Regions from separate parts of the Oryctolagus cuniculus genome. Here region 1 is linked to region 2. The links are chromatin contacts, called in public Micro-C maps. All regions are on one chromosome and are shown on one strand. The core of a region is the stretch at or near the end of the contact, and the rest is flanking DNA. Distances in the headings are between cores, read along the strand shown. Region 1 holds the start of CLDND1 (claudin domain containing 1). Region 2 holds the start of ARL6 (ARF like GTPase 6).

Evidence for each region. Hi-C and Micro-C count contacts between places; a contact is called where the count stands out from the background.
Region 1: a Micro-C map of ear pinna shows a contact between it and region 2, with 11 times the contacts expected there. The contact joins the promoter of CLDND1 here to the promoter of ARL6 in region 2. A contact is called at or near these places in 2 of 6 Hi-C or Micro-C datasets (ear pinna and an unstated tissue).

What each region holds. Positions count from the first base shown.
Region 1 is chr4:52,941,998-52,946,664 of mOryCun1.1, forward strand. It overlaps CLDND1 (claudin domain containing 1), which reads right to left and starts at 1,324. Exons shown (of 6, transcript XM_070071971.1): 1 at 1,163-1,324; 2 at 1-27. The coding sequence starts at 1,169. It also overlaps a transcript of CPOX not described here.
Region 2 is chr4:52,307,810-52,312,100 of mOryCun1.1, forward strand. ARL6 (ARF like GTPase 6) reads left to right here and starts at 2,450. Exons shown (of 11, transcript XR_011387814.1): 1 at 2,450-2,768. LOC103350570 (a long non-coding RNA gene) reads right to left here and starts at 2,482. Exons shown (of 5, transcript XR_011387816.1): 1 at 2,136-2,482.

The sequences.
Region 1 (4,667 bases), core at 74-2,573, 630 kb after region 2:
CAGAGGTCTTGTTCTCTAGTCTATCACCTGCATACTAAAACAGACAACACTGAAATGGACATACACATTACAGATACAAACAGACATGCCCATGGTCAGCAGTGTACCGTGCACACATTTTTAAGTATAGACCGAATTTTTACACAAGCTGGAGAGCATTAAGGCGTTCTGGGTTTGAGCGTGAGAAAGGCACAGGAAAAGGAAGCAGTGAAAATCGGATTCTCCCAGTTTTCCTCTGAAGAGGGAAGCCTCCCAAAACAAGGGCAGGAGTCAGGAGCTATTTGAAAGAGTTGACAATGTTTGTTAAGTCGAGGGAAAGGTTGTCCTAGGTGTACGGAATAACAAGAAAACAATAACATGTAATAATGCTAGATATCCATCTCCCCATCTATCAAAGATAAGACAAGCTGCTTTATGCTGTGGAAATGTTTCACTCCTGTCTATTCTCTCCATTCCTAACACATCTGCGCCTCCTCACCTGCTACCTTGCTCTCTCTCTTAATCCTAAGGTGGAACATACCTTCCTAAAAACTAAGTGATCCCTCCTCAGACAGAAAGAAAACTCCGAATCAAGGCAAAATACATACACTCCCAAGACGTGGACAGGGCTCCACGGCAGTAGTAAATGGCCGCAGTAAAATGACTCAAGGCGGATCACGCTGAGTCAAATACTGCAAGTGTACACCGTGACCGCACCAAACACCTTAGGAAGGTGCAGGAAAACAGGCTCGCAAACTGGGGTTGCTGAGTTGGGAAGATGGGAAGTGACTCAGGAGAGATCAAAGTAATGACGATAATTAACGATAATTCAAGAAGTTGGGTTCATATTTTGATTTTTTTTTTTAAATCCCCTTTCATGCTGGGGCTCTCAAATGACCTCAGAAGGTCCCTACACAGGAGCGGCGGCTCCAGCGAGGCCAACGCCAGCTACGGCCTCCCGAGGCTGGGGCGGGGCAGCCCTGCGCCGCCCCCCGGCCAGGGGCCTCAGGTCCCCAACCAGGCCCCTGCCCAGACCGCTTGGCCCCCAGGAAATCCCCCTGCCGCTCAGAAGGCGCCCAGCTCCGGCGGCCGCCGCACACAGGAAAAGGGGCCCTCTGCAAACCACCGGGAAGCCGAACGGCTACGCGACCCCCGCCCGGCGACGCCAGCCCTACTCACTCACCGCCCATGCTCTTGCTCCAACAGCTTCACCCTCTAGCTCAGACCACAGCACCCTACTCTCCCCGCGCCTCCTCTGACGCACTTCCCTGCAGAACCCGCCCCCTCCATAACTCCCGCGCCTCCGCCTCCGCCTCCGCCTCCATCCCGGGCCTGGCCGCAGCCCGGGACCGAGGGGGCTTGTGGGAGTTGTAGGAGGGACAGAGGGAAAACTGCCAGAGAAGCCCGTTGGCATTCCTGGGGCCGCGCGCGATGTATTGTGGGGGATGTAGTCCAGCTCTGGAAGTCCAAGCGAACGCGGTCTTCTATCTTAAGGTCCAAAAAGTGAGACGGCCTGTATTCTGTCCTCGTTCTTTGTAATTGTGACCGAAATAGCTCATCCCTTTCTTTCAGTCCTGTGCTCTATCACGCCACCCTACTTCCAAATATAAAGGTAAATGAACAGCAATGCGATTCTAGTTTTCAAATGTTAATCCATTTTTTCCTCTCCCACAATCTCCCATTGGAGCGTTGAGTCTTTCTGACTTTATTACTTAAGTTTAGAATAAAAAGCATGTGATCCACCGAATGGTAAACATGTAGAATGTAATGACTTTATTCGGCTTCATAAATAATATCCCTTGGCTTCATAAAATTTATGTTTGTTGCTATCTTTTCTTTGTGACAAGGGATACTATTTGTCTATTGCAATGATGCAAGGTTTCCTTTTAGAATAAATTTCAGTTAATTAAAAAGAAGACTTAGGATATGAATATCTCAAAAAATGCGGATAAAAATTTGTTGCTAGTGTGCACCCTTGAGTGGCAGCAGGTGGTTGCTGACTCAAGTGGTTAGGTCCCTGCCACCCACCTGGGGGACCTGGATTGTGCTCCTAGCTCCCAGCTTTTGAGAAAGGACCAACAGATGGGAATCCCACCGCCTTTTCCTCCCTCTTCCTTCCTCTCTTTCATCCTCTCTGTGTCTCAAATAACTGAGTAAATTAAATTTGTTTTTTTAAAATTTGTGAATACAATATGAAAAAGTTTAGGAGATACTACCTAAAAGAGATAAGGTCTTGGACCACACTGGAGACCACAGTTGTGTGGCACAGAAGCAACAGAATGATTCTAAGCCCTCACATGTTGCACAGAAATTCTTTTCCAGGAAGTAGGAACACCTGGACAGCAACATATGGGGACCCTTGAACATTGCATGGGACCGGTGAAGGATGAATTTCCAACAGACACCTACAGAGACAGTTGACTCGAGGACCAGAGGAGCCCTGGAACTCCCCCAAATCCCCAGTGCCTATCAAATTTAGCCACTGCATACAGGAAAGGTGGAAGCCCCAGAGTTGGTATCAAATTCCTTCCATTCTGACAGAGTCACCTCAGTTGGTGAGTTGATATTCAGATCTAGTACACAAATAAAGTAAGGTAATATTATAACATTCAAATTTAATTCTCGATTTTAATGCAAAACAGAATTTTGTCTGAGCCATCAGAGAAAGTAGTGGAGGTACACAAGAAAATTACTAACGTGCTAGTAAGGTTCAGGAATGCACTCACAGATTAGGAAATATCTTCAACCCTTGGCCTGCATTAGAAATCCCCCACTTTCAGGTCCCATAGGGGTCATATGGTCAATAAAACCAGATAAAAAGGGAAGTTTGAAAAAAAGTAAAGAAACAACCTGGTTCACAGAGGAACTGAGACACAGGGAGAGTAACTGACTTGGGAAACTTCAATATTGGGATGAGTGTCCTAACTTTTGTGACCGCACACTTTACTTAACCTTTACATCTTAATTGTCTTTTTCCCAAGCCATGGATGTTGAACAGTAGAATCTATCCCATGAGATCATTTGTGAGCTGCAGATTAGAAAATACATGTAATTGCCCAGCACAGGACCTAGGGTTTAGGAAAGAATCATTGGATTATCAGTCTTTGCAAATATTTGTTGACTGAAGTCAGTGTAATTAGCTTTTGCAAGGCTCCTGTTTCCCCTGGGGGCTGGAAATAAGTCATTTACAGAGCTGGTTAGCTGTCCTCCCTTAGCTCTACTCAGGAGATTCCCAGGCCTGGACTCCATCGTACACAAGTGATCATGACTCAGAAGGTGATGTGTCTGGGAGATCTGAAAAGCAGGAGGATGCTTTCAACCTTTCAAGTGTGCTAAATGCCCAGGAAACACTCAGGACATGTTTCACTCACTGAGCGTGGACCTGAAAGTGCCTGCATGTTTGAGATTTTAACCATCCTGACTCCCTCCGCATAGAAAGCCTGAACTGCTTCATCACACCCAATTCCACCAACCACACAAACCACGTTTCTGGCTTATCTCTGTGTCTTTGGTGTTTTCTAATTTCTGTTTATGCTCGCTTGTCATTGGGTGTGTAAAGTAAATACTAATTTCATGGAGCTAAATTTATGTTTTTGTTTCGAACTCTGCTATTTGAGAAACAGTAGTTGGCCTCACATATTTTTACAAATCTTCAAGATAATTTAATGCAACTAGGAAGAGATTTTGGAATTTAGGTTTGAAAGCAAAGTTGAATGAGGCTTCTGACAGTATTTTTAAAAAAGATGATTCATTTATTTGAAAGGCAGAGAGACAGAGACAGAGACAGAGAGAGAGACAGATCTTCCATCTGCTGGTTCACTCCCCAAATGGCCAATCTTCGCCTGCTTTCTCAGGTGCATTGGAAGGGAGATGGATCAGAAGTGGAGCAACCGGGATTCAAATCAACACTCCTTCAGGATGTGGTGCTGCAGGCAGAGTGACTTAACCTACGGCCACCAAACCCAGTGTGCCACAACGAAAGCCTCTTCTCGTTTACCTTGTTAAAAATGGTTTCTAGTTTCAGCACAAAACCATTTTAGTTACACCACATTCTAAAACAAACCCAATAATTGAAAATCAGGTGTTAAAGCTTGTTTATATTTATTATAACTTTTATTGTGCCTTGTTGTGAAGCAAATCTTTGCACAAGAATTCCCTGTAACACCAAATCCTCTAATATACTTAAGTTTGACTTTATTTTTAAATAATTCATTGTTAGGAACTAAGAATTACGTTAAGCAAGATATATCTGTATTCATTATGGCTTTTCTCATATTGCTTTATCCTGGTTGTTTTCCTTATGAACTTCAGATTTCAGAAAGGAGAAAAATAGAAATACATGCAAAGACCATCCTCAAAAAAATGTAACAATCTTTTAATTTCTTTGTGCCTATTCACTATAGAATGATGATAAAAATCAATTAAGGACAAGTAAAACAGAAAAATCCATCTAAAATACCTCCCATCAAATTTTTAAAATTTTTGTTTTGCAATTCCTGTCAAGTGCCATATAGAGTGACAAACTGTAGCTATTTGGATATCCATAGTTCTGAAGGACAGTGAATATAGATGAGAAATTTGAATATAAATTGTCCTTTAATATCATCAGTGGAGGGGTCTTTGTCGAACAACCTCTTTCTGGGCCCCAAAATCTCCATTAATAAAAGACTTGTGCTGATGATCACTAA
Region 2 (4,291 bases), core at 1,200-3,699:
GGATTAGCTTTTCCTTTAAAAATTTTATTTATTTGAAAGAGATATGGGGCAAGGAAAGGAAGAAGGGATAGAGAGAGAAAAATCTTCCATCCACTCACTGTTTCATTCCCCAAATGACTGCAACAGCCAGGGATGAACCAGGCTACAGCAGGAGCCTGAACCCCAGCCTGTCTCTCCACTGTGTGGCAGGAGTCCAAATATTGCTCTTGCTTCCCAGAAAGGACCTGGATCTGAAGCCAAGCATCCAGGATATGGGATGCAGCTGCCCCAAGTTGGGACTTAATCAACGGAGCCTCAGCAAACTTTTCCTTTTGTTTTGCCTTTCAATAGATTCAGAATTTCAGGCCACATTTATATTTCACTATAAAACTAATATAACAACATTTGGTATATGGAAAAATGGCAAATAAACAACTCATAATAGTGCGTGCACACCTCCAACACCATTACTTGGACATCATTTTTCCTAGTCTCTTTTTATTCCCTCCTAGTCCATTTAATATGCCAAACTAAATGACAAGCCAAAGAACAGATAGGATAGTAAACATAACACTGGTTAGTTGAAAAGGGATAATAAAACCCAAAGCCCGTGGATATCAAGGGAAATGAAGAAATTAAACCTCCTCTTTGAGAAACGTTTTAAAGTCATAAAAGCATTTCACAGGGGTGGAGAGGAAGGCTGCCAGGGCTCCAAACTGAGAGGTTAACAAATTCCATAGATCTTTGAAATGATTTCATCTGTGGCCTGTGCAAGGTGTCTGGCACGTAACAAATCTTCCCAGACAGACAAATCAATTAATTCACAGGCTTTTATTGGGATTCCGCTCCAGGGTGAGGTTCCCCAGTCCCAAAAGATCGGGGGCCGGGGAAGTCCCGCGTCAGAGGCATGTATGGATGGAGAAGCATCTGGTTGACCGCCTGGTTGCTGAAGGCCTCGGTTCATTCCATTATCACCTGCTGTAAACACTTAGACACTGTAGTATACAAGTCAGGGTGAGAATAGCAACCAATGATCCTAAGAGTGGCATTAGGAAATGGGGGGGTGGGGTGGTCTCTGGACCCTTGTGGGGACAGTTTGATGGATGTGGCTTAAATCTGACCCCAGCCAAGACCGGGAGAAAGGCCACTCAACTTCTTCAGGTAGTGGGGTTTGTCTCTAGAGAAATTTTGAATAATCATACAACATTAAGTGGAGGAGAGGACCATCAATACGCACAGGTTGGGAGCAGACCCATTGATGTTAGAGCAGAGGCTATGATTACAAAGGAATGAGGCCCAAGTGGGCTAGACAGGGTCCAGAACAAAGGACGGAGTCATTATTAGAGGACCCAAGAAAGGTGCTGTCTGAGCCACAACTAAGATTTCTGATTGAGAAGCAAATAGAACCTGACAGAAGGTGGGCTTTAGGCCTTGCCAGTTATGAAGCCCAGACCTACCTATCTCTTCATACGGGGTACATCCTAAGGGAGGTGTGAACCTCCTTGGGGAAGGCCCCCTGTTGACTTCCATTACCTAGCTGGCCTGGGAGAAGAGCTGGCCAGGTAAAGGCAGGTGGCATCTCTAACAGGAAATTTACAGTTCTGCCCGCAATGTTGCTGACCCTATTTGGCCGTCTCCTCTCATATGGCAGCTTTGGGATCCGCAAGGAGGGAAGGCATACACTTCAGGGAATGGAGAGTCCTTGTCAAGGTCCCCGCGGGTGCCTAAAGGTCAACCAATGAGGATCAGACCCGCCTCAACCTTTAACCCCCACACCCTGTATCTATAAAAGGAGCTCTCCCAACCCCTGACACGCGACTTCCCCAGCCCCTGCTCTGTTGGGACCGGGGAACCTCGCCCGGGAGCGGAACCCCAATAAAAGCCTGTGAACTAATTGATTCGTCTGCCTGGGAAGATTTGTTACGCGCTGGACACCTTGCAGTCTGTCTACTGGAAAACGTGGTAATAAAAATGTGGGACAAAGTGTATGTCTAAATATTTTCTATTTGAGGATCATCTGAGCCTGTGAAAGCCAAACATTTTTTAACAAGGCGGCTAACTTCCGATTTTGACTATTAATGTATCTTCCGACCACCAGCCGATTTGACCCGAGGGACTGTAAACTAATCACAGGATATTATGCCAGGTGGAAATACCTTCGGGAGATCAGGCAGCTAGGAAGCAGGTGTACATACTTCCTTCGTCGAATTACACCTGGCTTTCGGCACCAGTGTCTTTCCTCTCCCGCCCAACTTTAAAAGCTTTCCTCAATCAGAACATGGAGGGGGCTCGGTGCCGTGGGTACAGGGCAACAACGGCGCACATCCTGTCCCAGTGGGTACCACCGTATCCAGCAGTCGCGGTCACCCCGCTGAGTCTGCGCCAGTCTACAACCCAGGGCCTCAGCCTTGGCGTCACACAGACGCCACGCCCTGGGCGAAGCAGCTGGGGGAATCCACGCCCATAGAAGCGCAGCGAACGCAGACACGCGCTTCCCGGCAGGCTGTGCGCGCGCCTACAACTCCCGTCATGCTCCACCGAAGACGGCAAGGTCCCTCGCAGGAAACCGGCCCCCAGCCCGGCGCCCCTAACCTTTGCTCACCTCCCACCCCTCGTTAATAGTTGCTCAGCGAGCCTCTGGCCTTTTTCCCAGGAGCTTTACCACCCCAGGTGCCAGAGCACTGCTAATACTCCCAAAGAGGCGTGGCTTCGGGACCGGAAGAAGCTTTTGTTGCCAGGGAAACGCGGCGCGCCAAGGCGGCAGACCAGGCGTGGATGTTCGGCCTGAGGTAGGGGATGTCATTTCTTCCAACTTGTAGAGACGGTTTTAGTCAGGAACGGCGATCTTTCATACCGAGGCAGAGCAGAGAAGGTTGAGGGAGCCCCCGTACCAGATTCCCTTCCCGGGGCCTGGTACGAGTGAGTGCGTCCCTTCTGTTCCTCACCAGCTCCTGGGGCAGCCAAGCTAACATCAAAACCCCGGGATTTTTACAGTCCCCAGCCACTCCCCCGCTCCCTCCGGTCAGCGTTAGAATTCCTCTTGGCTCTTCCTCAAGGTTTTGTTTTGATTTTCCTTCCACGCGAGGAGTTGTTTCTAACGTGAGAGGTGGAAAAGGAGTAGCAGGATCAGGCGGTCAGTGCTAGGGACTAGAAAATGCATTGAAGTGGTTTGGGCGAAATTTTATTTCATTGATGGTTTTAAGACTGCTCAACTTGGGCCTTTTTTTTTTTTTTTTTTTTTGGATGTGGAAACTCTAATGGAAATTTCATCATCAGAAAACTAAGAGCCAAATAGGAGCACTGATCTGGAGTAGTGTGTATAACAATTCATTTAACACACTTATTTAAAGTTTAGAAAATACAAGTCATTGTTTCCTTCTCTGCCCCACCAGGAGCTCTCCCTGTAGCTTATCTTCCAAGTCATTAATTTTAATAAACTAGTAAAGAGTTAAAAAAATTTTGAGTAACATCCTGATTCTTCTGGATTTTTCTGACAACATGAATCCTCGTTTCAGTATCACAGAGAACATCCATGAACATTTAAATCGATGTACAAAGAGTGGAAACAGAAAGTGGAAAGATAGATTAGAACCAAATTGTGAACATTGTTAAAGGTATTCACTGAAGTTTGGACTTTATTCTGAAACCCAATGGTTCTCAGCAGTGACTACCTATCAGAAACACTGTGTAGTTTTTATTTTATTTGTTTATTTGAGAGACAGAGAGAGCTGCCATCTGCTGGTTCACTCCCCAAATGCCCAGAGTGGCTGAGTCTGGGCTAAGCAGAAGCCAGGAGCTGGGAACTCAATCTGGGTCTCCTTGGTGGCTTTGCAGGAAGCTGGAGTCAGGAGTCAGAGCTAGGAAATGAACTCAAGTAGTCCATTGTGGTAAGCCAGTGTTCTAACTGTTAGGATAAACGCCAACTCCACTATGTAGCTTTTAAAAGTATAGTTGCCCAGTTTCCATCTTCAGAAATTCAGATTAAACAGTTGATTCCAGAGTGCAGCTAGGGTTGAGAATCCTGGCTACTGGAGTGGATACTTACAGAAAATTTCAATTGTGCCTCTTACTATGAATTTTGAACATGGTAAAGAAATGTTGACCAGCTTTCTTGTCTTTTATTGCCTTTATTTATGAATGCAGAAAATAAAATTACAGAGGAAAGCTATAATTACTAAAAAAAGAAGTGCACAAACAGCTTCAATAAAGGTGATTACATTTTTAGAAAAACTGACTTCTCTTATAAATTTTTTGCCCTAACATAATTCAGTAAATATTTGATAATACGTGAAAAACCAGTGAAAAGTTTCAA